Linked DNA regions of Mus musculus: regions 1, 2, 3, 5, 6 and 7 are each linked to region 4. A link is a contact called in public HiCAR-type and promoter capture Hi-C data. All regions are on one chromosome and are shown on one strand. The core of a region is the stretch at or near the end of the contact, and the rest is flanking DNA. Distances in the headings are between cores, read along the strand shown. Region 1 has its middle 130 kb from the start of Mettl25. Region 2 overlaps Tmtc2 (transmembrane and tetratricopeptide repeat containing 2). Region 3 holds the start of Mettl25 (methyltransferase like 25). Region 4 holds the start of Slc6a15 (solute carrier family 6 (neurotransmitter transporter), member 15). Region 5 overlaps Mettl25 (methyltransferase like 25). Region 6 holds the start of 4930430F08Rik (RIKEN cDNA 4930430F08 gene). Region 7 holds the start of Tmtc2 (transmembrane and tetratricopeptide repeat containing 2).

Region 1 (3,578 bases), core at 17-2,516, 2.3 Mb after region 4:
GGAGTTTTAGGTGAATGAATTTATTGTTCGCTACTCTGTATGCCCTTCTTGAAACAAAGTGCCCATGTTATATATGGTTAGAAGGATATAGACAGATATTTTGTTGCCAGGGCTGTGCAAAAGATCTTGCATTAGAGCTTGCCTCTCTATTTTTTCCCCCCAGAATTGATGAGACCCATGGCAGGTTTCTCTACAGTGGATAATCGTAAGGAAAAGTGCCATCACCAGGAAAAGGCAGTTCCATGGGAAGTCTCTCTCTCTCTCTCTGTCTCTCTCTCTGTCTCTCTCTCTCTCTCTGTCTCTCTCTCTCCTCCCATTGGGTGGGGCAAAGTACGTCAAACAGAGGAGATGGTGGCAGCATAAGCTAAGGAGAATCTGGGTCCCTGAATTTGCACAGAGAGTTGTCAGCCAGCCATTACTCACAGCTTGAGCGTAGTGCATGACCTTGAAAGGCAATTTTGTCAAAACACTGGGTAAGGCACGTACCAGATATCTCAGCAGTCAGGAGATTTAGGCAGAAAACAATCATGCCTTTGAGGCCAGCCTGGGCTACGCAGAAAGACAATGCCCATCTTCCTCAATCTTTTCTTTATTTTTATATTTATTACATTAGAAATCACTACACCCATGAACTACTGTGTCGACAATAGAAATATCATCTATTAAAAATTTTAAACCTAAGAATTAAAAGGTGGTCTTTCTGGCATTACCAACCATAAACTTATTCCCCTTTGCAAAGGATGTGTTATTCATTATTAAAAACAAAAAAAAGAAAAGTACAGATTCTACCATCAAAATATAGCTCCACTTTTACTTGTTAGTTAAGTTGTGCTTAGAGAAAATGGTTTAAGCTTTAAACTTCCTTTGGGGAAAGTGGACAGCAATCATTCCGTTCTACAGCTTCACTGTGCTTTGTAAACTGTGGTAGCCACAAACCACATTAGCCCTATGCTGACTTACCTCTAACTGTGTAGTTAAAAACTAATGCAGTCGGGAAAAAAAAGTTATAACACGGAGCATAAGGCTCAGAGTAAATCAGGGCAAAAACAAACATTTGAGACTTTTTTAAGAGCTCCAAACACATAGTGGTATGAAGAGACCACAAAGCCGTTTCACAAATACACAAATGTAACTGTGTTGGGATCTGATAACAGTCTGAGGTTCACTTTCCAACATTTTGACATAAAAAAGGATTTGTATTAACTAAGTCAACTTGAAGAATTTTTATGCCATTTCTAAGAAATTCTGGTTTTTGAAGTTCTAGTACACCAACATCTTGTATTCATTATTTTATTTATGCTTTTTTCCCTATGACTTGAATATTGGTTCAATTATGCAAAGCTTCCAAAAGGAAAGCTTCATATTGAAAACTTCTGACCCTTTTGTGCATTTTATTAACCAATCAAACAAATGTTCGGGGTCTTTGGGGATTTTCTTTTTTCTTTTTCTTTTTTCCGCCTGTGAAATGTTAGACTGTGGTAGATGACGCCCTCTACTGGTCATATGAGGTATAGCCAAGGCGATTTGACTCAGCAATTTCTTTTCTTTCCTGCATAAGAAGAACGAAGAAGTAAAAGCTTAGGAGAAGTAACAGCCCTGGCTGGTTTTAATGCAGATTTGAGTTTTACATTCAATAAGCCCTTTAGCTCAAGAAATGCATTTTTGATCTCACTCCCGTCTGTGTTAATTTAGCTTTTATTTTTAGGGCAAAAATGCAAATTTGGTATAGATTTCATAAAACATGTATTTTGATTATCGAATGTAATACTTGGAACTGTAGTTTTCAAGGTGAGTGCTGTTGAGCACTTCTGCATAACCCATGCCTGGGGTGATAGACCGGCCTTCTGCCCTGAAAAGAGGAACGAAGGTAGATCTTACTACAAGTATCTTTTAACCTTAGGAAGTCAAGCTTGATGGAGATTTACTTTTACAAGTGATGGCTTGTAAATAAAAAACCAAGCATTCCATAAGTGAGCAGTAAGAGGGGATATTCTGTAGCCTAAGCATTCCAGGATTCGGATTGATTTATCATATGATATAAAATTTAAAAAAAATAAAATAAACTTTTCCAGTATTGGGGATTAAACCAAGGTCCTTTGAATGCTAGGCAAGGAGTCTACTGAGCTGCATACTCAAGCTTCTCTGTTCTGTAGTCTAGGTGTGTGTGTGTGTGTGTGTGTGTGTGTGTGTGTGTAGAGGCCTGCCTACCACACATGGGCACCATCATACCCTGGTGGTGTTACGTGAGTAGTAGGGATTGAAGGAAGGTCCTTAGTCCTGTAGCGTGCTGTTTTACTAAATGAACCATCCCTCAATACAGGACTGGAACTACTTGGATTCTCCTGGCACAGCATGCAGAGAGTCTGGGAATAAGAGCATTGCAAACATTGAATTCTGGAAGATTAAAATTTAAGCACACATTGACTTTCAGGCTAACAAGATAAGGAGCAAAAATATTCATTAAGGAAATAAAGACACACTTTCCGTGCCCTTAGAGCTGAACATTCCAGAAAGTTGTCTGCAACTCTTGGCAAGAGAATACTTATCTAGTCCATGTTTTGCTTTGCTTTCTTGAGACAAGGCCTGCCTGTGTGGCTCTGGATGGTCTTGAACCCATGGCAATCCTCCTGCCTCAGACTTCTGAGTGCTGAGATTGTCAGTGTGAGCCACCAAGCCTGGCTTAGATAATTTAAAGTGTTGGAGCAGCTAAGACTAATATCCAAATGGACAGGCAGAAGGGCAGAGTGTAGTTAAATGCAGGTGTCCTTAATGTGGGTTTTCAAATGACCAGATAAAGAAAAGTTGACTCTTTACGTTTCTTTCTTTCACTGCAAAACCATTCAATCATCATAAATAAGTTCTTTTTCCACCACAGGCCATATGCCTTTAAAAAAAAATACTAAAATTCCTAAATTACAAAACTTCTTCAAGCTCCACTCACATCTCTCTAAGAGGTATTTATCAGAAGGCAATGCCAGTCAAAACAAGAAATCCTAGAACTTCAGTGGCTTTTATTGGATGATAGAGATGCATCCTTGTCATACATTGTCTTATGAAAATTTTAAGAAGAGGACGGGGTAGCTAGAATTCTGCATTTGCAAATTAGAAGCTTCACTAATGTTTCCCAATGCTTGTGACAAAATTGATCACAGACAGATAAAATCTTAGCTTTATCAAGTCCTTGAATGTAGGGTGAAAACTTACTTTATTCCAAATAATCTATTAGCTAAGTACAAAATAAAATACCGCTCTGCATTAAATGTTCACTAAAAATTCTTTCTGTCTCAGGTCACAAGGTATTTGCCTTTTACTTAGACAGGGAAAGCTCTTAAATTATTTTAATAGTCATTCAGTGTTTAAAAAAAGTATATAGCAACAGCACACAGCAATCCGGTGATTTCTATAGATAAGGTTTGGTTGGTCATCATATTTTTACTGTTCCACAGTGCAACTAGAATTCCAAGGTAAGTGAAGACATTGTTTCATGAAGAAGCTAAGTATATTACATTTTAGAGCCTGTAATTTATACTGCTTGTGCTGTCAATTACAGGGGCTGGTTCAGTTTGTACAACAGTTGT
Region 2 (3,271 bases), core at 451-2,950, 2.1 Mb after region 4:
TCATATAACACCTTTGGTCATTTTTTTCCCTAGTGAACCTGTGCTAAACTGCCTCTGGATTGACCACAAGTTAAACCCATAAGCTAATCTAAGAATCCAGAAATGGTATCTACAGCCATCTACCTCGGCCAGGATAGAGGACTAAAAAGTTAAGTGAGATGATCAAAAAGACACACACAAAAAAGAGAAAGTCACAGTGTTTGGATGTCGCATCCTGAGTAGGTGATTCTCGGTAGCAGCTTCACCATAAGAATGGCAGTTATTGCACTACCTCTTAGACTAAGATCATCATTTCATGTGAAACATGATATTGTACTCTATAAACACTGATATTTTAGGTATAAATTCAAATCTTGTAATTTCTTTGTATGAGACAGAAAAATAATTAGTTCAAGCCTTTCAAATCACAGAAGACACTTATTTTCAAAGACAGTACATTTGAGTACACTGGAAAGACAGATAATACACATTAAAACTCTGCCATACTTGCAAGTAAAAGCTGCAGATCAAAATAATATTCGTTAGGGATCTTTTTACATTTGCCATGTGAGCTAAACCCAAACATGCGGGCTATGATCATGATGGCTTAGACTGCGACCCAAAAAAAAGTTTAAGATCACAAAGAGATCTTTGACCTAAAGGGCAGTGTCATCACCTCTACTATGGTCATGGTCATTTTATGCAGAGAGAAATGGATATTTTTAACAGGTAACAACTAACAGTTAACTTGGGGAAGACAACAAAGCAGAGAGACTCACTTGGTTTCTCAGCCTTGTTTTCTAATTGTTTCCTCTCTGAGGGTATCCTGAGGTTATATTCAATGTTCCTAATGGGAGTAATACTGTACAACATCCCAAGCGCATTTAGCACTTTAAACAGGAACTCCAAACTGTGCTGTCTTTAAAAGGCACAGAGGTCATTGGGAAAGGTCATTTATCACAGCTTCAGTGAACTGGCACCAGGCTTTTAGTGAGCCACGGAGATAAGGCATGTAGTCTTAGTAACTGAATAGCCTTTCTTTAATTTTTAATGCCTGTCCACTTCACAGCTTCCAAGCAGAATCAATGGCTTCCTTACAGTATCAGAAATGGCTTGGACGGCGAGTACACATGCGTTTTGACAAAGCAGGGAACAAAGTCATCTGTCAGCACTGCATTTCCGTGAACATTCGCGACAGGTTACAGAGGTTAAATATTAAGGCATCTTCCTTGTCACCCGAAAGGAAAAGAAAAAGAACAGTAACAACCTCCCCAGTGTCACCCTGCAGAAGAGTTTAAGTGAAAATAAAGACCGCGGAGGAGACACGTGTTTTCTATTTCACACTCAGAAAGCACACGCAGGTATAAACGTGCCCAAAAGGCAATGAGTTCGTCTGGAATGTGAAAGACCACGGGGTTCACACATCTAAAGACCAACAGTTGTTTTAGAAATTAACTACACCGTCTCTTAAACTCCTACACAACTTCTAAACTGATCCAGGTGTTATCATCAGGATAGGAACAGATGCAGTGTTAGCAAATTGAACAGTGAAGCCAGCTCCAGCGTGGCCTAATGGGCTCCACATGCTGAAAATGATCAGTTTGGTAGGAAGCACACTCAACAAAAGCCTGAGTTTCCAGCAAAACAAGGGGCTCATTATCAACATTAAGTCCATGGATGACTACTTGGGGACAGAGGCTGTTTTCACACTGATTATGATTGTGAGGGAAGAAAGGATTGTGGGAGAGTAATTCAGCACCAGAATAACAAAGCCATGGTTGTCGAGGGACTGGTGATGACATGACACCAATTTGGTCACCACAATATAGTCAGCACTGTTTGTGCCAGCCAGGCTTTGTCCTGAAATCACATCTGGACCCAAAAGAGATTATAAGTAGAAAACTGAGGAAGGACCATATACTAGTGGGAGTGTAGACCTTTTTAGTCTTCAAAGTATATGTGTTTTATGCATATGTATATACATAGAAGACATAATGATGTATATGTAGATATATGTATAGATATAGAGATAACTATATGTATTTATAAATATATCTAGGATATATCTATATATCTCCTATATATATGGATATTAATACATATATATAACTATTTATGTATCTATAGGTATATCCAGAATATATTTATATATCTCCTATGTATGGATATGGATATAGATATGGATATAGATATCTCTATATCTATACATATATCTACATATACATAGATATACAGATACATGTATATGTAGATACATGTATAGATATAAAGATATCTATACCCATGTGTGTATGTGTGTGTGTGTCTGTATATATATATATATATGTATATATATATATATATGTATGTATACATATATATATATATGATATATATCCTATAGTATCACTAATATTTTTTCACATAATTTCAGGGACAAAAGATGAGACATCTCTGACAAGACTGCATAGGACGTAGCAGAGGTGGAAAATCCCATCACTAGACTGGTTGTCACAGAGCTGTTTCTACTATACCAGAGTCTCTACACAGGAGCACCTTGTACGTGAAAGGGCATTCGCCATTTCCATTCATAATTCATGATTTCTAAAAAAAGATGACTTAAGGCTAATCTATAAGTAAAACACTGCACAATAAAGGAACACAAGCTTTGCTCAATTCCCTTTGGTCCATTTCTTTTGCAACTATTGGTACTGACTAAAATGTCTAAATGATGTTAAGTTAGGGCAGCACGCTGGAAAGCTGTGTGGAGCGGAAGGGGCTTTGGCCACTGAGCACTTTGTATCTATTGACTTTACTATTGACTGAAAGCCATATAACTTTTTAAATAACAACTTCAAAACATCCCATTAAAATAACATCAACTTCTTCTTTCTAATCTTTCTTCCAGAATGCAACTCCTATAGTCAAAAAAAAAAAAAGATAATGAAGTGTGAGGCACAAAAACATCATCTCTCACATAAAGTGATAGAACCAGAATTGATATTCAAAACTTAAAGAGAATGGGAGCTAGGTTTGTACAGGCTTGCTTGCGCTAGGCTCAGGAAATTGAGTTGAGGAAAGAGGTAGCTATTTACCAATTACAATGCTCATACTAGTGCAGCTATCTAAATACCAGGTACCACAACAGAACCGCTACACATGACTAATGATTGCTGAGGTAAGTATGAGTCACATATACAAATGGAGGGGTGGCGAACTTGCAGAGAATGCCTAGGCTTTAAAAGTAGATGAGAATGGAAGAAAGGGGTGGGGGATGACTAGGTTAGCAAATCGTAGCGCTTATGAAAATCAT
Region 3 (3,208 bases), core at 302-2,801, 2.5 Mb after region 4:
TTTTGCACACACACACACACACACACACAGAGGAAACAGGAAAAAAAAACTTTTAGCAAAAGCAAACTGCAGAACATACAATAGGCACCAATGAATCAAGCTATTAGTATATATAAGGTAATAGCCCATCAGGAAGAGACAAAGTTAAACAAAGGTTTGCTCTGCACTTAAAAGTTTTGTTTTCTTGTATTTTCTTCGTTTTTTTTTTCTTTTTGAAAGCCAACAAGAGTCACTTTTTTTCAACAAATATTTTATAGAGTACTTAATGTATGCCAAATAGTTTCCCACACGTTGGAATCCTGGTTAAGGCAAATACGGTTCCTGCTTTCTACAAGTTTATGTACCAGGTTATCAACGCAGAATACTATGGGAGCAAACTGAAAGGGTGTCTAACTTTCCAACAACCAGGAACTATTGCCCAAGAACCAATGTGTCTTAAGTTCTACCATTATAACCCCCCCCCCTCCATGGCCCCTACCTCCGCCCCCGGGGCACTTTGCATTTACAGGCTGCTTCAGTGATTAAGTAAGTTCACTAATGCTGACAACATCTGGAACACCTGGAAGCAAAGCACAAGCAATTCCAGTAGCTGCTACTGTTCCTGTTCCTCTATTTCCAGAATAGAATCTAAGTTGGTAGAATCTAAGTTTCTTGCGGGTATCAAACTCCAGAGCCTAGAAAACACCAGGGTGCATAACTGATATTGAAAATACAGTTTTCTTCTTCTTCTTCTTCTTTTTTTCCCCGAGACTGGGTTTCTCTGTGTAGACCAGGCAGGCCTCGAACTCAGAAATCTGCCTGCCTCCGCTTCCGCCTCCCAAGTGCTGGGAATTAAAGGTGTGTTTTCAAATTAACTAGCGAGCACTCAAAGCTTTCACTATCACCATCCTAATCCACGATACCTTGTGCCGAGTAGGAACTGGCTCTTATTGGTCCCCCAAGTCCACTTCTACTTTGTATTGATCATCACACAGCCTTTAGATGTTTTCAAAACTAAATTGTTGAATCAATAAATGAAGGAACGCCTCTTCCCCGGGTTGACTACTTTAAGTTGTGGAACTTGACCAACACCCAGATTAGAACCCAGAGGGGACCCCGCCCGTCTCCATCCATCCTCGCTATTCAGCTCCCTCCAATTCATCTCCTAGGTAACAGCATCCTTCAAGTCCCTGCCACTTCCGCCGAGTTCCACCAGGGGGCGCGCTGACAGCCCCCGCCCCGCCCGCCCCGCCCGCCCCGCCAGTCACCTGATCCCGTCTCTGCCTCGCGCGGCTCGGCCTCCACCGCCGACTCCCTCAGCGCCGCCAGCACGCTCTCAGGGGGCAGGTCGACCAGCTCCTGCCAGACCGACTTGGTGTAGAAGTCCACCGTGTGCGCGCTGGAAATGGCCAGGGCGCCCCTGAGGAAGCTCAGCAAGCCCTGTAACTTGTCGTGCAGCGTGGGCAGGTCCGGGGTCCTGGGCAGAGGGCAGGCCGCCGCCATGACGCTCATCCTCCGGGGCTGCAGGTGGCGCCAACATGGCCGCGCGACCCCTCTCTTCCCCGCCGGAAGCGGCTCAGGCTGAGGCAGTCGAGCTCCGAGCACGCGCCGGGTTGGGCGATTGATTGCTTCCGCCTCGTGACGTGTTAGGTCGGCGTCCACTGGCGTTCCAGGAACTCCCACCGTGGAAAAAGATGGCGCCTTCGCGGCCGTCTTCCAAGTGGCGGACCGGAGGGTTTGCGGCGCGTGGGGAAGGGATCTCTCAGGTCAGATTCGGAAACCAGAATGGGAAGCGCAGGACTTGGCGGCCGAACCCCCAGCAAGCCTTCCGGGGGAGCGTGCGCAAGGGTAAGGAGGGACAGCCGTGGAGGAGCGCTCGGGCCCGCCGAAGTCGAGGGAGTAGGATGGGATCCGGCTTGAGATCGGGGAAGCCGTTCCTAAGCTCGCCAAGTCCGAGAGCTTCTCAGTCCTTTGACTGAGAACCGGACGGTGCGGTCAGCTTCAGTGATTTAACGCAGATCTCAGGTCTAAGCGAAGACACGGGGCGTCTAGAGGTGCGCTTGGCTAAGAAGCACCCAGACATACTTGCATCTCTACTACAGCAAGTATGTAATATAGATACAATATTACATTAAAATACTCTGCCCCAAAGCTTTGATAACCAAAAGACACCACAGTAGCCCTCCAGTCTCATACTGCTGCCTTCCTTAGATTCGATTCGATGTCTTGTCTTTGAAGGCCTCTCGTTGCATGTCAGATGCTTAAGTGGTTTTTGTTCGATCTAAGAATAATCGACAGGTGTTCAGAAAGTTGTACAGTACCTCCCCCTTTTGTTTTGTGTTGTGTTTTGGAAAATAAGTGATTAGTAAGATCCTCCAAGGGAAAAATACTAGACTACTCTACTTTATTTATTAAGTGTTTACTGAAGACCCAAGTGAGATTGTATGTGGATTAAATAAAATGTAATTTGTGGATATGAGTCTAAATTCAAGGTGAGCAGTAAAGTTTAGTTTACTGTACTTAGAGTTTTTAATGTGATGTCTGACAACTCGCTGTTACCCTTATATTTAGGTAAAGGGCCACCTTGCTCTTCAGTGTACCATTAAATGGTTGCCTAACCTTATCTTTAAAGCAAAGCCAAGTAATTCTCTCATTTGAATATAAAGTAAAAGAAAAAAATATTTAGTTTTCATTTTCTGTTAAAGTAATTGTAACTGAAATCCTTCAATGTTAGGACAAGGTTTTGCATTTCGGAGAAAACTGAAGATCCAGCAAAATTACAAGAAATTGCTGTGGAAGGTGAAGGAGGCACCAGCGTCACAGGAGTCCCAGTTCACAGATCGTTACCCAGAGCACCTGAAACACCTCTATCTGGCCGAAGAGGAAAGACTCAGAAAACAGCAAAGAAAGGCTGGCCTGGCTTTGTCAGAAGAACAGGTTGACCGGCCTTTGCCTGAAGAGGAGGGCAGCACTGAGCAGACTTCCTCTGAAGAACCGCCAGGTGGTCACCAGCCACAGCCAGAAGAGCTGAACACAGGAAGGTAAGCACCTCCGTCTTCAGAAATTCCTCACTTTAAATGTAAAGAATGTTTTACTGACGACACAGGGAAAAATTTGTAAGAATCAGGATTTTTCTTAGCACTTTTTTCAAGTCATGTAATGGTATTTCATGGAGTCTCCCCACTTAGTGTTAAATGACTGAAAGAGGCTAGTTGAGCAGAGATGTCGA
Region 4 (3,229 bases), core at 49-2,548:
AGTGAATTTGAAGACAGGCTGGTGGAAAAATCTCTCGGTTCTTTGAAAAGGATTAGTGGCAATGTTCTTACCTGAAATCTAGGTTCTTGTGATTCCTTTGAAAGATATTCCTCACTTTATGAGAACATCTCCAACAGTGGCTTCACTACTAAAGTTAATCTTAATTGGATACAAGCCATTAAAACCTAAGAATATTTTCCTTGGGAACTCTACACACTGAAGTTTACATCCCTTACTTACATGACTCCACTGATAACTGAATTCTACTCTAAAAGCATGTAACCAGCCAACTGTCACAAAATATATAGTGATGTCCCTAATAATGGCTTGTTCTTGATGTCCAAAAAGAAAACTTGAGAGAGTCCTTGGAAGGCCTACAAACGATAACGTTTATTGACATGTTAATTATCTTAAAAATGATGAAATGTACCTCGCTGAAGAATGAAACCCATCCTCCTGTAATATGTTCTAGGTTCCTTTTGCATTTCCTTGAAAAATTTCAAGTGTCAACGATCATAAATTTTATGTCTTGTCCTGCTTAAGGAGGAGTTCAGTTATTTTTACAGAGGCAAAGCTTTGTGTTCATCCATGCATAGTTTAAGGATTCTCCACGTGGCTTAGTTGAAAGCATGCTTTGACTATTGGAAGAGGTAAGTCAGTCTTTAGCTGGTAGAGATCCTTTGAAGGAGAATCTGCTACATAGGCACAGACCTAAAGTGAGGATTAGTTCCCTAATACCACTTTACACAACCTCGCTGGGATCCTTGAGGCTGTCGGGACTCAGCTGAGAAGCAAAGATCCAAAGCTTTTCTTTCACAAAATATGTAAATAGATGGTATGGGGGGCTGGAGAGGCAGAAAGCCCAGAATCCTTTACCTCTGGCTAGACTTCTTACAGATTCCAGCAAAGTGGCAGAACAGGACAATTGCAGTTGTTAGCGTTGCCTTTTAGCTGAGTGGGTTAGAAGACAGACGTTAGAATGGCGGAGGTGTTGGGGAGGGGTTGTCCAACTTGTTTTGTTGGCTCTACGTGGGGCTTCCCCAGATCCACCCAATATCCCGCCGCGGGCCTAGCTCTGTGCGCTGGGAGGACGCAGCGGGCAGCCGCAGTGGACTCTGCGTCATGGGTGATGGGAGAGGCGGCTCCCAGCCTGCAGACCTGGCTCGATCCTTGGCGCCGTGTCCCCGCCCGCAGCCACCCCCTCTCCCCCGCAGCCTGTCGGGGGGACGCAGCACTAGCTGGTTGGGCACGTGGGAGCCTCCGTCACACCCTCACTCATACACACACACACACATACACACAAGCACATACACACATACACACACGCACGCACACACACAGACATGCACATACACACATTCACATAACACGCACGCACACATACATACATACATACATTCACAGGCGCCCCAGGAACCACACGCCAGCATCCCGTGCAATATTCCAGGCAGACACAGGCGCTCACGAGTTTCTCCGTGCCAGCTTGCAGGACAGCGACTCCCGAAACCAATCCTGCCCTTGGCAAGCTGTTTCTGTTCTCCAGACAGCTCCTCTGCGGCCTCCCGCACCATCTGCTGGATCCGACCCTTTTTCGACCTAGGAACCTGGAAGCTGTAAGAGGTGCTAGCTCAAGAAGCACCAGAGGTAATTAATGTCTCTTACTGGTGCTGGAGCACCGCCGGGGGTAGGGTGGGGCTCTCCATTCAGCCACCCTGGAGGAGTCGGGCGCCAAGAAAGATGCTTGGATGGAGCTCCAGACTCAGGCTGGATCCTGGGATGGGAGGAGGAACGGCGGTGGGAAGCGTGGAAAGGTAACGCTGGTTTCTGGGGGCTATCCTCTGGCTCTGTCTCCTGCACCTGTGCAAACTGGGGTTCTGGTGGTGGGAGTCCGAAGCGGCACTTGTGGGGAGAAGCACGTGGTTCGAAACGTGCCGCCATCCTTCGTAACCTAGGTGGAAACTGCCTAGTGCATCCGTGGAGACCGGCTGCTTTCCAAATCAAGTTGGGGGTTTGAAGGGCGGGGTTCAACCGGGCAAGTCCGAGAGGAAAGTTGCTTTCAGGGCAGAGATGCGCTCCTGGGGAAAAATTGGGTTACAATATTCCTACGAGTGGGCGGTGAGGCTGGAGGACAGCCAGCCTTCCTTCTTGAGGGCTTGTGAATCATTTGCAACAGCAACACAGACTATCAAGGCAGTGTATTCACGTGACCCGGATTTGATTCTCTCCCGCTTGAGACATCCTATGAAATGGACTGTCCGAAAACCGACCTTTAGGTCTACTCTCGGCACGTGGCTGCTGGAGAAAGCTCAGTTTGGAGCTTCTCTGCGCCTCCTGGAAACGAAATGGGTGACAGAGAAGGAGGAGGAAAGGATGGTGGCACAGAGATCTTAAGGAACGAATGGAGAGGGACTAGGCATCCTTCTGCCTTCTACGTAGTTGATCCGCTTGGCTGGTCTCGGTGAGATAGCGCAGAAATAGAATATAGCACACTGAAACGAAAGCGCTGCACTTTTAACTTCCAGCCGAGGAAAGAATCAGAATCTTAGAGGTGCACTTGCCGGTGCAAAGGGAGACCCACCCGCTTTTAAAGTCTCCAAGGGTGGGCGTTCTTTTCCCTTCGGCCAAGAAATGTCACTGAATGTGCTCATTAGCATAACTAAGAAGCAATCGAGTTCTTGCTTCCTTCTTTCCCTTTTCAATCTCCACCCTGGTGGAGAAAGGCTAGAGTAAGACGGGGCGGGGCCTGGAGGCCAGCGTGGTGACGTTGTAAGTGTTTGGGTGCTTATGCAAATAAGACTGCAGCCATTGCCTCTGGTTCACCCTCCTAGTCTCCTCAGACCTTAAAGGTATACCCTTTCCTAGGTCTGAGTTCTTCCATGCAGAGCTGAGAAGAATGAGAGGAATGAAGGCTTTCCTTTGGGTACTGCATTTGGGCCCCTTTTCGTCTTCTCTGTAAAAGGTATTTTATGACTGCCTGTGCTCAGTAGCTTTCTGAAAAAGCCAGGACCAGAGCAGTCCCAACAAGCTTCAAACCCCGAGTGTCTCATTTTTTAAATGCAGACACAATTACATCTTTTCCAGCTGGTACTACCCTGGAGTTTTGTTTGTTTGTTTGTTTGTTTGTTTGTTTTTGTTTTTGTTTTTTTTTTAGGCACTTTATAAATACTTGAAGAAATGAAGTTTCTTGTTTGTTCATTTACAGTATGTGTATTTCTCTCCCACACATTCC
Region 5 (3,556 bases), core at 310-2,809, 2.4 Mb after region 4:
ATAAAGCAACACTGGAAGGATTATCCAAGCCCTTTAATATTAATAGAACAAGCTTTTACTAATGGAAGGACCAGCATCTATCTCCTCACTTCCAACTGCCAGACACTGTGCCGTTTGCTTGACTTTCAGTCACATCCTTGCTTGTGGAAAACGCGAGGCTGGCACTATCATTCCACCGCTGCAGGGGCTGAAATGTACCTAAGGTTAGGGACACTCTTGCTCCTCTCTGCTTGGGCCAACTCTGTGCCACACTGATTATCCTTTATTAAGCATTAATAAACTCAATGCTCTCTCTCCAAAATGTTTTTTTCAAAGAATAAACAAACTAAACTATTTATAATTTATTTTTTCTAAACTAACCTAAATATTAAAAAAATCCCTACTCATCTAAAAATATAACACAGGTATTTTATTTATATACTCATTGTTTGGTTGCTTGCTATTGAACCAAAGGTATTTCAAGTTATAGGTAAACTATCTATCTCTGGGTCCCAGCAAAAATGACAAAATAAAATTCTCATACCATTTGCTGATGCCATAATAATCCTTAATAATATTCTGAAGAACAGCACGATAGAAGAGTGATTCAGTAGGCAGCTGAAAAAAATGCAGATATGTGCATAAAAATAAATGAAACTCAGAAACAAAATTAACAGTAGAGACTTGGGGGTCTAGTAAGCATTACAAGCCTGACCTACGGAAATGCCAAGTATTTTGGTAGATTTACTCGTTTGAAATATCGTTAGTTATAAATTGCTTACAAAGTTCTTCACTTTTTCTTGGCACAGCTACAGAGTAGATGACAATTTCTCCTTTACATTAAGATAATATATACATATATTATAAAAAGATACTTTGTAAATAAATGGATATTTTATAAAAAATAAAAGAGTAGTAACGACAGACTGTATGAGATGCATTTGCATTTTAAACAAGGTAATATACATAAATAAAGTTCACAAAGAAAAACAAACAGGACAAAACCAACTATTATTCCCAAGGTTATCTATCATGAGCAAATAAAGCTTTACAGTCGTTTCTCAAGAGAAATGAAGGGAGTTACCAGTCCCTTCCAGTGCTCATTCTTGGAATAACTCGTCTACTCGATCTTGTGGAGTCCAGATGGGAGGGAGGGGAAGACAGTCAACATTTCCTACGCTGCCTGTGCTTGGCTGGCCTAGGAATGAACTAGATGTGTCAGAACTGACTTCTCTTTTTTCACAAGTAATCAATCCACCTAACACTGACAGTGTATTTTACATGAGGAAAAAACAAGAGTGTGTACCCCCTGACACATGTATTTTGTGTGTGACACATAGGACGAGGGCAAAGGGTAAATTTTCCTCAAACCTTCACGTATCATGCTGAGAGTTCACATTACTTTAAACACACGGCGCATGTATACACTTGAATGTGCAGCGATGACAAGAGGAGGTGTTATTTATTAAAATCCACCAGGTTTCAAGTTCAACAGCAGGTCAGGTCTGAAGAGGGCTTGAGAAAAACCACATTCGTTCGTTAGCTACGTTAAACACTTTCACTTACCCCTTGGCCAACTGCAACCCGCTGCAATGCCTGAAAGAAGAAAGAAACAAGACAAAGTCTGCTGACACATTGAGTCTTAGGAGACTTGTAAATATACTCGACAAGGATTTACACAGTGACAATCAAAAAGATTAATTACGTAATAACACAGAAGTTTACATAGTTAAAGCATTAATATTGTTAAAGAATGTTACCTCATACCCTTGTATAAATTAGGACTAATTTATAATGGAAATGTGTCATATATAAGAACACATTCATATTCTGATTATACATTCTGAATTGTAGGAGGCATTAGCAGGAAATGGCAGAGTCTAGCTGGTGTTTAGTATGATTAGGTAATTAAATCCAAAGTTGCTCTTATGTATGGCACACTCATAGATGGATTTGTAAACTTCTTTGTGATATCTTACACTTTATGGGACATGCAATTCCGTTTTTTTCCTAAGTTTTCCTCCAGCATTGGGAATTAAACCCAGGTTCTTATTCTTAACTAAGCAGGTATTCTACCAGAAAGCTTCCCCCTTGATCTGTTAATTTCATCTTTCCCAAGAAAGCATGAACAGATTGTAGGTAGAAGAGTATTTTAGGGGAAAAATATAACCTGCACGTTATATGAATTTAAAGCACATTTTCATCTGTCTAGTGTCAGAAGAAATGGAACTTGCTAGAAGTGTGCAGTGTCAATATGTGTTCTGAATGCTTGCTGGCGTTATTTTGGGAGGCTGTAGACCATGTCAGCGACAGTCAGCGGGGGGGGGGGGGGATTAATACTATTAATGGATGTTTGAAGGTTACACCCAGTCTCTGGAGAGTCATGGTGGCTCTGCGTCCAGATGTGCAGTGGTGTGAACACTATGCCCTCACTAACATGAATTGGGCTGCCTCACTCTGCCGTCCCTGCCACAATGGACTGAGACCCCCTGAAACTGTGAGCCAAAAGAAAGCTTTCTTACATTGTTACTGTTAGGGATTACAGTCACAGTGACACAAAGATAATTAATACAGCACTACAGCACACTTCTACAAATCTATATTATTGATTTTACATTTGTACTTAAGAACTCAGATATTTTATAAAAACATACCCTAATTCTTTTAATAATCATATTGAATATATATGATATTTACCATATAATTTATATATGGAATAAGCCTTTATAAAACTTTTCATTTCTTAGACATGCATTTCCACATTTATTGGATGTTAAGTATTTAACTAAAATTTTGTTTTAAAATTTTAATTAGAAACACTCCAAACAGAGGACAGATAAAGTATAATTGAGCTGCGTAAGCTTGCTACTAATATTTTAAATCTCTCTGTTTTGCTTCAGGTGTCTAGGTTTCCATAATAGGTCTTCAGCTATAGCTGAAACAAACACATTTAGAATGAAAATGAACTGTACAGACTATCTTGTGTAAGCGCAGCTTATCCGTACACACAAGGTCACTGGCCTGATCAGGATCAGAAGCTTGCCTGAGATTGGGAGGCTAGTTAGCAAGTGGTTATAAGCTAACCTTGTTACTTAACCCATTAGTCATACCTCTGCGCCTCATGCCACAGAGATCAGGTGCGGATGCTCACATATGGAACTGTGCTTCCATGTATGTTACAAAACAAATGTTCATCAAGTTAACGCCCTGAAAAACTCTATTTCAATTTCCTGCCTTTAGGTCCATGCCTGGCGAGCGTTGTTCCATGGTCATGACCTTTCAAGGATGACAGCTATTCTAACAATAGTCTCAGTTTGTTTCATGTACACATAGAATGAAGAAGAGAAATTTCCAGAGAAGTATGTTAAATGTGCTTCATAAGAAAATTATTATTTGAGAAGAAATAGATCTCTAAGCTATTCACAGGATACACTGCTATTCACAGAATACAAAACCTCTGCAGTAAATTACATGCACGCAATAGCAGACTAGTAATGTAGAAACAATGGGTTTTGAAAGAATTCATTTCTCCAATGGCTGGACATTGAGCAAATTGTTCAACCAACTATATCTTATT
Region 6 (3,460 bases), core at 78-2,577, 2.8 Mb before region 4:
GATTCAAGGCTTATGTTTTGAGTGTCTGAGGGTGGGATGGGCAGAAAGGTCATTCATTGGCTGAGGGTTTAGGTTACCAAAATGCCTCATTAGGGAAGAAGCTTTTAAGGAATCTCAAGTGCTGTTCTTTCCATTAGAAAGAGAATGGTCCTGTGTGCTAATTGAGGCTGCAGGCTATGTGAGGGCTTAGAATTCCCCAACAAGGTCAGAGAAGAAGCCCCCCTCTAATGGAGTCTCCCATATTGCCCCAGCCCAGAGTTTATCTGTTCATCTGTGTTAAGAGTCAGGCTCTAAAGGTGATGGGAGAGTGATAGAGCACCAAAATGGTAGCGGGAGTGGGGGGTGGGGGAGCGAGCTGGAGATTTGGAGATTACAGGGAGCTTGTGAAGTTTGTTGAAGGGGAGAGGGGACAACCTAAATTATTAAGAAAATGACACGAGGAAACCTCTTTGTACGCTAATTACAAAAAATAAAAAAATAAAAAGACCAGAGGGCCAAAGGTTCAGCGGTAATGTTGAAAAGTCACTTCAGATGCACATGCAGATCCTGAGTGAGAAGTTAAGAACTGCTACATATCAAAGAACCATACTGATATAAGCTATCTATATATTCATTCTCTTACTTTCACTAAAGGCTCACTATGTGTAAAACACGTAGCAATACGACTAGTACACCTTCGGATGAGAACTCAAATTAAGCAAGAAATTACACGAGGTCTGATTTGCGTGACCTAGTTAGGCTAGCTGTCAGCAATGCCATAGGTGCCTAGCACACAACAGGTAAACAATGCCTTCTCATCAGACTTTTGACAGTAGTTCCATGTTAGACTACCATGATATCTCATTATTCCAGTGCTGTTAAGGGAAGATGACCAAGTAGGTTTTCAAATCTGCCAGAACACGTTTGAATCACCTGATCGGGGAGGATACAATTTACAAAGGACTCTCCCACACTCCTTGCAACTAAGAAGATACAAGAAGCTGGAGGTCAGGGGAAATGGGAACTTCACCCAGACCTCCCGGGTAAAACGTGCTGGGCTCCGGGGCAGCAGCGCAGCACTGGAGGAGCCGCCCAGCAGCACTCGCCGCCGGGTACCTGATGCTCCCGCTTGGCTGAAGGCTCAGCTTTCACCTCCGTCACAAACACACACGGCATCTTCCGCTGCACCGAGCCCAGGCGCTTCATGTTGCCCACGCGCAACCTGTCTCCACTGCGCTGGGCCCCGGGCGGAGGAAGTCTGCAGAAATGAGCTAGAATCCAAACACCAGCCAGAAGATCCTAACTGCACCACCAAGGTCCACTCCGGAGAGAGGCGGGGACTCACTACCGGAAGCGACCGCCTAGTCGCGGTGCATTCTGGGAATTGTAGTGCGACCGCGAGGCTACAGAGCATGCGCCTCCACATGCGTGATTCCCCTGTGTTTTGATGTCCAATTAAAAATAAAAATAAAAGAACCGTTACCCGATGTTGTATACTTGGCCACTACTTAGTATCGATGATGTTTTCGGGAATTAATGTTAAGTTATAAGTAATAAATCACTTTAGGATGCATTTTAGCATGTTTCTAATGAAACTCTCTTACCTGCTTATTTTCTATCAAATGTAAGGGATTGGAAACCCAGAGAAGTTTAGAAAATACTTTCAGACATTCCCTAATGTTCTGACAGAAAAACTGACTTCCCAGGAAAAACATTCAAACAAACAAACCTTACAATGAACAAAACTGAATTTGTTTGAATTAATCACCACGCAGTGTACAGTTTGTTTTTTGATAACCTTTCCAATGAGAGTAAAAATTAAACAAGTTCAAAAACATAGAAATAACAAAAATCTCTGTCGAGTTTTTCTTGGGAATCCAACAAAAGACTTGAAACAGCTTCATTTGACTTACTGTCTAAAAGGACATTACAAGGAAATAATAAAATTGATGCTTGAATAAAAAATATATTCTAGTAGTAGACCTATCTCATTAAAACCTGAAATCACAGGGAGATTTTTGCCCTTACTATCTTAGGTAATTGAAGAAGCCAATTTATGTTTCCACAATTGTTTTATAATTCCAATTAATATTTTTATAAATGTTTAATCAGCAGGTATCCTACTGCCTAGCGTTTTACTTACTTAGTTCTTGAAAAAAAAAATCAAATAACCTTGTCTCACTTGAAAGCATGTATATGTCAGGGGACTCTCAAAGAATAAAATGTTCTTAAAAACAAGTTTACAGTTTTGTGTTTACTGACTCGGGAGGGAAGGAGGGAGGGAGGGAGGGAGGGAGGGAGGGAGGGAGGGAAATATACCTAAACACACACAATTTTACACAAAACAAAGGGGTTGGTGTAGGGAGAGAGGACCTACAAGTTACAAGTTTCTGGCTGGGTTGTATTGAAACTAGAAACGTTTTAGCCTTTTAAAGTCAAGTGTTGGTACCTTCTTTGAGGCTCTAGAGGAATCCTAAGCAACAGCCCATCTTGTAGGTTTCAGACAATTAAATGACCTTTGAAAGCTCTCAACTGTCATTTCCCAAACTGCCACAGAATATTCTAGATCCAACATTCTGCCATTTCTTAGAAAAGATAATCTTCCAAAAACATTCCACTTGCTCTAAGTCTCTCTCTGGAAGGACCAACAGCTATATTTTGGCTTCTTAAATGCCTGGAGAAAGGTTTCCAACAGGAACAGAAGAGTCCACAGCAGGAAAACATCACAAGATCAGGTTATAGATGTAAACTGTGCTTCTAGTCTAATGGATGCCAGCCTTTAGCTTCCCCTGATTCCCATACAGAGCTGGTAGAGCCCCACCCACCCCTGCCCTTAGAGGAGTGCTACAGAATAAATTGAAAAAGACTTTTTTTTCTTCTTCTTCTCTGATATGTTATTAAGCTAGCACACACCAAGAAGAAACTCCATGTGAATCTATCCTGACCAGCATAAGACAGAATTTCTGGGTCTGTTTTCGAAGACACATTTCCTATCACTTTTCATTACAGGGAGTCAAAAAAAAAATCCTCTCAAGTAGAATCATAGCTTTCTGTAGAAGACTAAAATGAAATCTGCAACAGGACATGGGGTGAGAGTGGGAAATAAAAAGAAGTGATAGGAAAAGGAACGAACCTAAAAGAGGAAAAGGAAGAGTTTGGGGTATTCTAGGATTAACAAAAGTTACACAATGAAGGAATTTTTAAAATTTTTATTATTTATTTATTTATTCATTCGGAGGGCTGATTTTGCCATGCTGTCAGCTGTCAAGAGGTATCAGCACTTTTCAGATCTTTTCCAGTGTGAAATCACTTAACTAGGTTTGAAACTCTGCCCTTCATCAGGGAACTCATCTGGAGGAGACTGGATGAGCCCCTCTTCTTAGAGCTGTTTCTCCCACTTGCCTGTTAAGATGGGCACTTTGCTGTTGCAGAGCTGAAGAGAAAAAGGGCTAACCGAAGGGCAAGGCTTATGTTTACGTAT
Region 7 (3,295 bases), core at 58-2,557, 2.2 Mb after region 4:
AGGTGCTTCCTTCCAGCCCACACGTAAAATCGCTTAATATGCTTTTTCTTTCTTTCTTTCTTTCTTTCTTTCTTTTTTTTTTTTTTTTTTTTTTTTTTTTTTTTGCACCAAGGTATACCAAGGATTGTTATTGGAATTTTTACTTTGGCTGGTTGTTTGTTTAACGTGGGTTCATTAAACAGTCTTCCAAATTGCCTGGATTTCCGCAAAGAAACTTAAGCGCCTGCCAACCAGCAAGAAGCAAGCAAGAACCTGCTGCAAAGTAGGAGCGGAAACTCGTTCGGCCCGCCCAGCGCGCCTGCGTCCGTCCCGGCTGTTTGCTTTAGGTGTTACGGTTTCCGTGTCGCCTAAACCTTCAGGTGCAGATACCTGTCCCCCCAACCCCGCCCCCAAGACGCGCTTCAGCCTGACAGCAAGCAGTACCAGAGCCACCGAGGAGCCCCCACCCCACCCCCGTCGCACCGCAGCCATTGCCCCTTTCTCTCACCCACTTACCTGTCATCGTAGCAGAAATCAGCACTCAGGGTGTTGAGATACAAGGCGAGCCCCAGAGCGCTGCTCACCAACTCTGCAATCATCTCTCCACCGCCTTCCCTCCGGCTTGGCTCCCAGCGCGAGCGCAGCAGCGGCAACAAAAAACAGAAGCATCAATCCCCACCTTCCGCCGCCTTCTCCTCCTTGGCTGCACTTTTCCCCGGCTTCCCCGCCCGCCTCCTCGTCCTCCCTCCTCTCCTTCTTCCGATCCCGGGCTCCTCCTCGGGGCGCCGGGCTCCGCTGTTCCTGCGTGCTCCGGGGGTTGCGGGCTCACACCGCTCTCCCCATACCCGACAACCGCGAGAGGCAAGCGGCGATCGGCTTCACGCCCCCCGGCGGAGAATCGGGGCTTGTCCTTTTCCCGCGGCTCGCGGTCCCCACCCTAACCCATGGCACTTTGGGACGCCCTAAGGTAAAGGACTGCGGAGATAGAAGAGTGCAAGAGGGGGGACCAAAGGGCTGGACAGAGCGAGGATCTGGGACCAGCGGGAGGAAAGGAGAGACAGAGAGAGAGACCGAGAGAGAAAGGGGCGGGTGGGAGGGACGAGGCGAACCGCCTCCCTTCGCCGCCTCCCGGGCGCACGACTCCGGGGCCGTTCGCAGCAACTCGGCCGCCACCGCGGCTGCGGCACATTCACTCTTTATTGGTTCCCTCCCGGACCCCTCTCCAGTGAAGTGAGAAGCGGCGACTGGGGACTCCAAAAGCTCCCGCGTGGGGTTCTCGTCGCGGCCCCACGCGCCTGCGTGGCCAGCCCACCACCCTAAGCTAGCCCGGCCCCTTTCTCCACCCAGATCCTCCCCGCAGACTCCTCCCTGTCTACCCCCACTGGCTGGAGGCTCCGCCCACTCTTCTAGCTGCTCCAGCCTGGTACTCTGGCCCCACTCTCTTCTTCATCTTCCTTCACCTTCTTTTTGACTCTGGAAAGCCTCCCCCAAAGCCCAGGACAAAGATGACTTTTGGAAGATTGCCCAAAACGATAGCTAGAGTGTGCCCTGGGCTCTGGGAGATGGAGGAGAGAGGCGACAGGAGGAGTCAATGGTTTGCCCAGTGCTGCGGGGAGGCGCTTTGCACGCTCTAGATCGCAAGCCAAACGTCTAGTGCCAAGAGCTGTCAGGCAAAAGACTGGTCAGCTGGAGAGACTTCTCGGGACGCGGAGAGGTAGAACAGGTTTGCAGAGCGCTGGCAACCTCGGTTGACACTAAGGATCTATTGCCCCGCGCGCGCGCGATGCGTGAGCTGAATTGGGATGGAAGGGCCTGTTGAAGAGCCAGGGAAGCAGCGTTTAGGAGAGAGTTTTCCGAGGCCACGCCGTGACGGTCGACATTAATATTAGTGGAAAGACGCGTGCCCCGCAGTAAGATCATGAAAAGGGATCCAGGAAATGAAAGAGGAGAGGCAAGAAGGTAAGAAACACCCACGCGTTCCTCAGAAATTGCGTGGGGATGGGTGTCTTTAGTGGTTCAGGACTGTCAAGCTGACTCTGAGACTATAGAAGAGACCACGCTAATGCAACCCTCTACAACGGCATCCTTAAACCCAGCAGAGCGGAAAGCTAATGCCCTTTCCTTTCCGCCCGGATGCAAGACTGGATGGAAGGCATCCAACATGATGAAATACGGTGCAGAAGAATGGTCTGGGCAGAAGGAGCGCTGGGTACTAAAGTTGCATGACCAAAGAGATCCGAGAGCTGTCTGCCACACCCCCTTCCTGCCTGGTTCCCTTTCTGACTGCCCTGGTCGCTCCCTTGGACTATGATGAACACGACTGCAGCGCCCCCTGCTGTGGGGAAGCTACAGGGCACAGAAAACACGTCCTTGCAGGGCTGACTTCCAACTTCCCCTTTTGCACCTAACCAGCAAGCTCTTCAAAGATAATAAGGAAAGTGGACTCCCTGGGTATGTGGCAGCGATCTGAAAAGTTTGAACGCCTGCAGAATAAGGATGTCTGACTTCACAAAGAAATCGTTTGGAAACTGACAAATGTGTGTTCAACCTCCAACAGGCAAATTGTGATTTGATCAAAATATTATGAGCACGTAGGAAGTTCTCAAATAATATATTGAAGATGGTGATTCTTGTTCTTCAGTGCTCCCCGGTATAATGTATTTTTTAAAGTTTTTTTAAAAATCATACCAGTTGCTCCATTCGGATCCTCTCTGACCTTCTTCTGAGCTTATGTATTGATATTGGATCCTGGGGCACTGGGGGAAGAATAAATACTTAAGTCAGATACCTAGATTTGAGTATCAACTCAGCTATTAATTATTTGAGTAAGTTGGGGCCAATCACCTCCTTCACCCCTCACTTATAAATACTACTTTGGTTGGGTGAGTTTCCATGTAAATAAAGCATCCAGAGGGGGACTGGTAAGTGCAATAAGTTAGCTGTTATGATTTCCAACGTCATCCTTTTACTTCTTAACTAATACTTAGACATTCCTCTCTAAAATACATACCATTACACCCACACTGTTCCACTCTTAGTCCGAGCCATCACCAAAATACACCCATCACATCCACAGAGCGTTAGTATCTCCTGCACAAACTAATCTGATGGCCTTGTAAATGGTCTTGCTTCTACACCTACCGCCCCTGCTCCAAGCATTTACTTGAGGCTCCAGACAAGCAGCTTTAAGTTCAATCACTCCACTTAAGCGTGTGTAGTGCACATAGAATAAAACTCTCTTAGTCTGGCTCATATGGTCCTCCCCCTCTTCTCAATGTGTTCATCTGTGTATGCCTTCTCTGGAACCTTCTTTTCT

Evidence for each region. Promoter capture Hi-C pulls out the DNA fragments that hold promoters and counts their contacts. HiCAR-type assays count read pairs that join an accessible place to other places.
Region 1: a contact with region 4 is called in a promoter capture Hi-C map of hippocampal neurons, with 9 times the contacts expected there. The contact joins the enhancer-like site here to the promoter of Slc6a15 in region 4. A contact is called at or near these places in 11 of 39 promoter capture datasets (3T3-L1-derived adipocytes, the C10 cell line, cranial neural crest and 7 more) and 4 of 115 datasets of contacts at active chromatin or transcription factors (astrocytes, embryonic forebrain, forebrain and 1 more).
Region 2: a promoter capture Hi-C map of second pharyngeal arch cranial neural crest shows a contact between it and region 4, with 6 times the contacts expected there. The contact joins the enhancer-like site here to the promoter of Slc6a15 in region 4. A contact is called at or near these places in 4 of 39 promoter capture datasets (cranial neural crest, hippocampal neurons, pre-B cells and 1 more) and 2 of 115 datasets of contacts at active chromatin or transcription factors (astrocytes and forebrain).
Region 3: a HiCAR-type map of astrocytes shows a contact between it and region 4, with 11 times the contacts expected there. The contact joins the promoter of Mettl25 here to the promoter of Slc6a15 in region 4. A contact is called at or near these places in 6 of 39 promoter capture datasets (cranial neural crest, embryonic stem cells, liver and 2 more), 2 of 484 Hi-C or Micro-C datasets (LSK cells and uterus) and 6 of 115 datasets of contacts at active chromatin or transcription factors (astrocytes, cardiomyocytes, embryonic forebrain and 2 more).
Region 5: a contact with region 4 is called in a promoter capture Hi-C map of hippocampal neurons, with 7 times the contacts expected there. The contact joins the enhancer-like site here to the promoter of Slc6a15 in region 4. A contact is called at or near these places in 10 of 39 promoter capture datasets (the C10 cell line, cranial neural crest, embryonic stem cells and 6 more) and 4 of 115 datasets of contacts at active chromatin or transcription factors (astrocytes, embryonic forebrain, neural tube and 1 more).
Region 6: a promoter capture Hi-C map of hippocampal neurons shows a contact between it and region 4, with 4 times the contacts expected there. The contact joins the promoter of 4930430F08Rik here to the promoter of Slc6a15 in region 4. A contact is called at or near these places in 2 of 39 promoter capture datasets (cranial neural crest and hippocampal neurons) and 1 of 115 datasets of contacts at active chromatin or transcription factors (astrocytes).
Region 7: a promoter capture Hi-C map of hippocampal neurons shows a contact between it and region 4, with 14 times the contacts expected there. The contact joins the promoter of Tmtc2 here to the promoter of Slc6a15 in region 4. A contact is called at or near these places in 11 of 39 promoter capture datasets (cranial neural crest, embryonic stem cells, frontonasal cranial neural crest and 7 more), 3 of 484 Hi-C or Micro-C datasets (LSK cells, cerebellar granule neurons and forebrain) and 5 of 115 datasets of contacts at active chromatin or transcription factors (embryonic forebrain, embryonic midbrain, embryonic stem cells and 1 more).

What each region holds. Positions count from the first base shown.
Region 1 is chr10:105,713,560-105,717,137 of GRCm38.p6, forward strand. No RefSeq gene overlaps it. Among named protein-coding and RNA genes, the nearest start is that of Mettl25, 130 kb to the right of the region's middle. Within about 2 kb of position 1,267, at least 12 of the 459 cell types and tissues checked have an H3K27ac peak or open chromatin away from gene starts, as enhancers often do.
Region 2 is chr10:105,429,486-105,432,756 of GRCm38.p6, forward strand. The region is part of intron 1 of Tmtc2 (transmembrane and tetratricopeptide repeat containing 2); the gene reads right to left. Among named protein-coding and RNA genes, the nearest start is that of Gm46241, 25 kb to the right of the region's middle. Within about 2 kb of position 1,701, at least 27 of the 459 cell types and tissues checked have an H3K27ac peak or open chromatin away from gene starts, as enhancers often do. A contact at or near this core is called in second pharyngeal arch cranial neural crest, where this site is marked.
Region 3 is chr10:105,839,829-105,843,036 of GRCm38.p6, forward strand. It overlaps Mettl25 (methyltransferase like 25), which reads right to left and starts at 1,552. Exons shown (of 12, transcript NM_207522.2): 1 at 1,248-1,552. The coding sequence starts at 1,491. It overlaps Ccdc59 (coiled-coil domain containing 59), which reads left to right and starts at 1,651. Exons shown (of 4, transcript NM_025602.3): 1 at 1,651-1,827; 2 at 2,714-3,020. The coding sequence starts at 1,674.
Region 4 is chr10:103,366,510-103,369,738 of GRCm38.p6, forward strand. It overlaps Slc6a15 (solute carrier family 6 (neurotransmitter transporter), member 15), which reads left to right and starts at 1,299. Exons shown (of 12, transcript NM_001358821.1): 1 at 1,299-1,644. It overlaps 6430590A10Rik (a long non-coding RNA gene), which reads right to left and starts at 2,746. Exons shown (of 2, transcript XR_380754.3): 1 at 1,663-2,746; 2 at 680-951.
Region 5 is chr10:105,792,817-105,796,372 of GRCm38.p6, forward strand. It overlaps Mettl25 (methyltransferase like 25), which reads right to left. Exons shown (of 12, transcript NM_207522.2): 7 at 1,546-1,575; 8 at 524-597. Among named protein-coding and RNA genes, the nearest start is that of Mettl25, 47 kb to the right of the region's middle. Within about 2 kb of position 1,560, at least 9 of the 459 cell types and tissues checked have an H3K27ac peak or open chromatin away from gene starts, as enhancers often do. A contact at or near this core is called in neural tube, where this site is marked.
Region 6 is chr10:100,587,932-100,591,391 of GRCm38.p6, forward strand. It overlaps 4930430F08Rik (RIKEN cDNA 4930430F08 gene), which reads right to left and starts at 1,328. Exons shown (of 7, transcript NM_175128.2): 1 at 1,096-1,328. The coding sequence starts at 1,185. It also overlaps a transcript of 1700017N19Rik not described here.
Region 7 is chr10:105,573,172-105,576,466 of GRCm38.p6, forward strand. It overlaps Tmtc2 (transmembrane and tetratricopeptide repeat containing 2), which reads right to left and starts at 1,308. Exons shown (of 12, transcript NM_177368.4): 1 at 496-1,308. The coding sequence starts at 578. Gm15663 (predicted gene 15663) reads left to right here and starts at 1,380. Exons shown (of 3, transcript NR_038032.1): 1 at 1,380-2,516.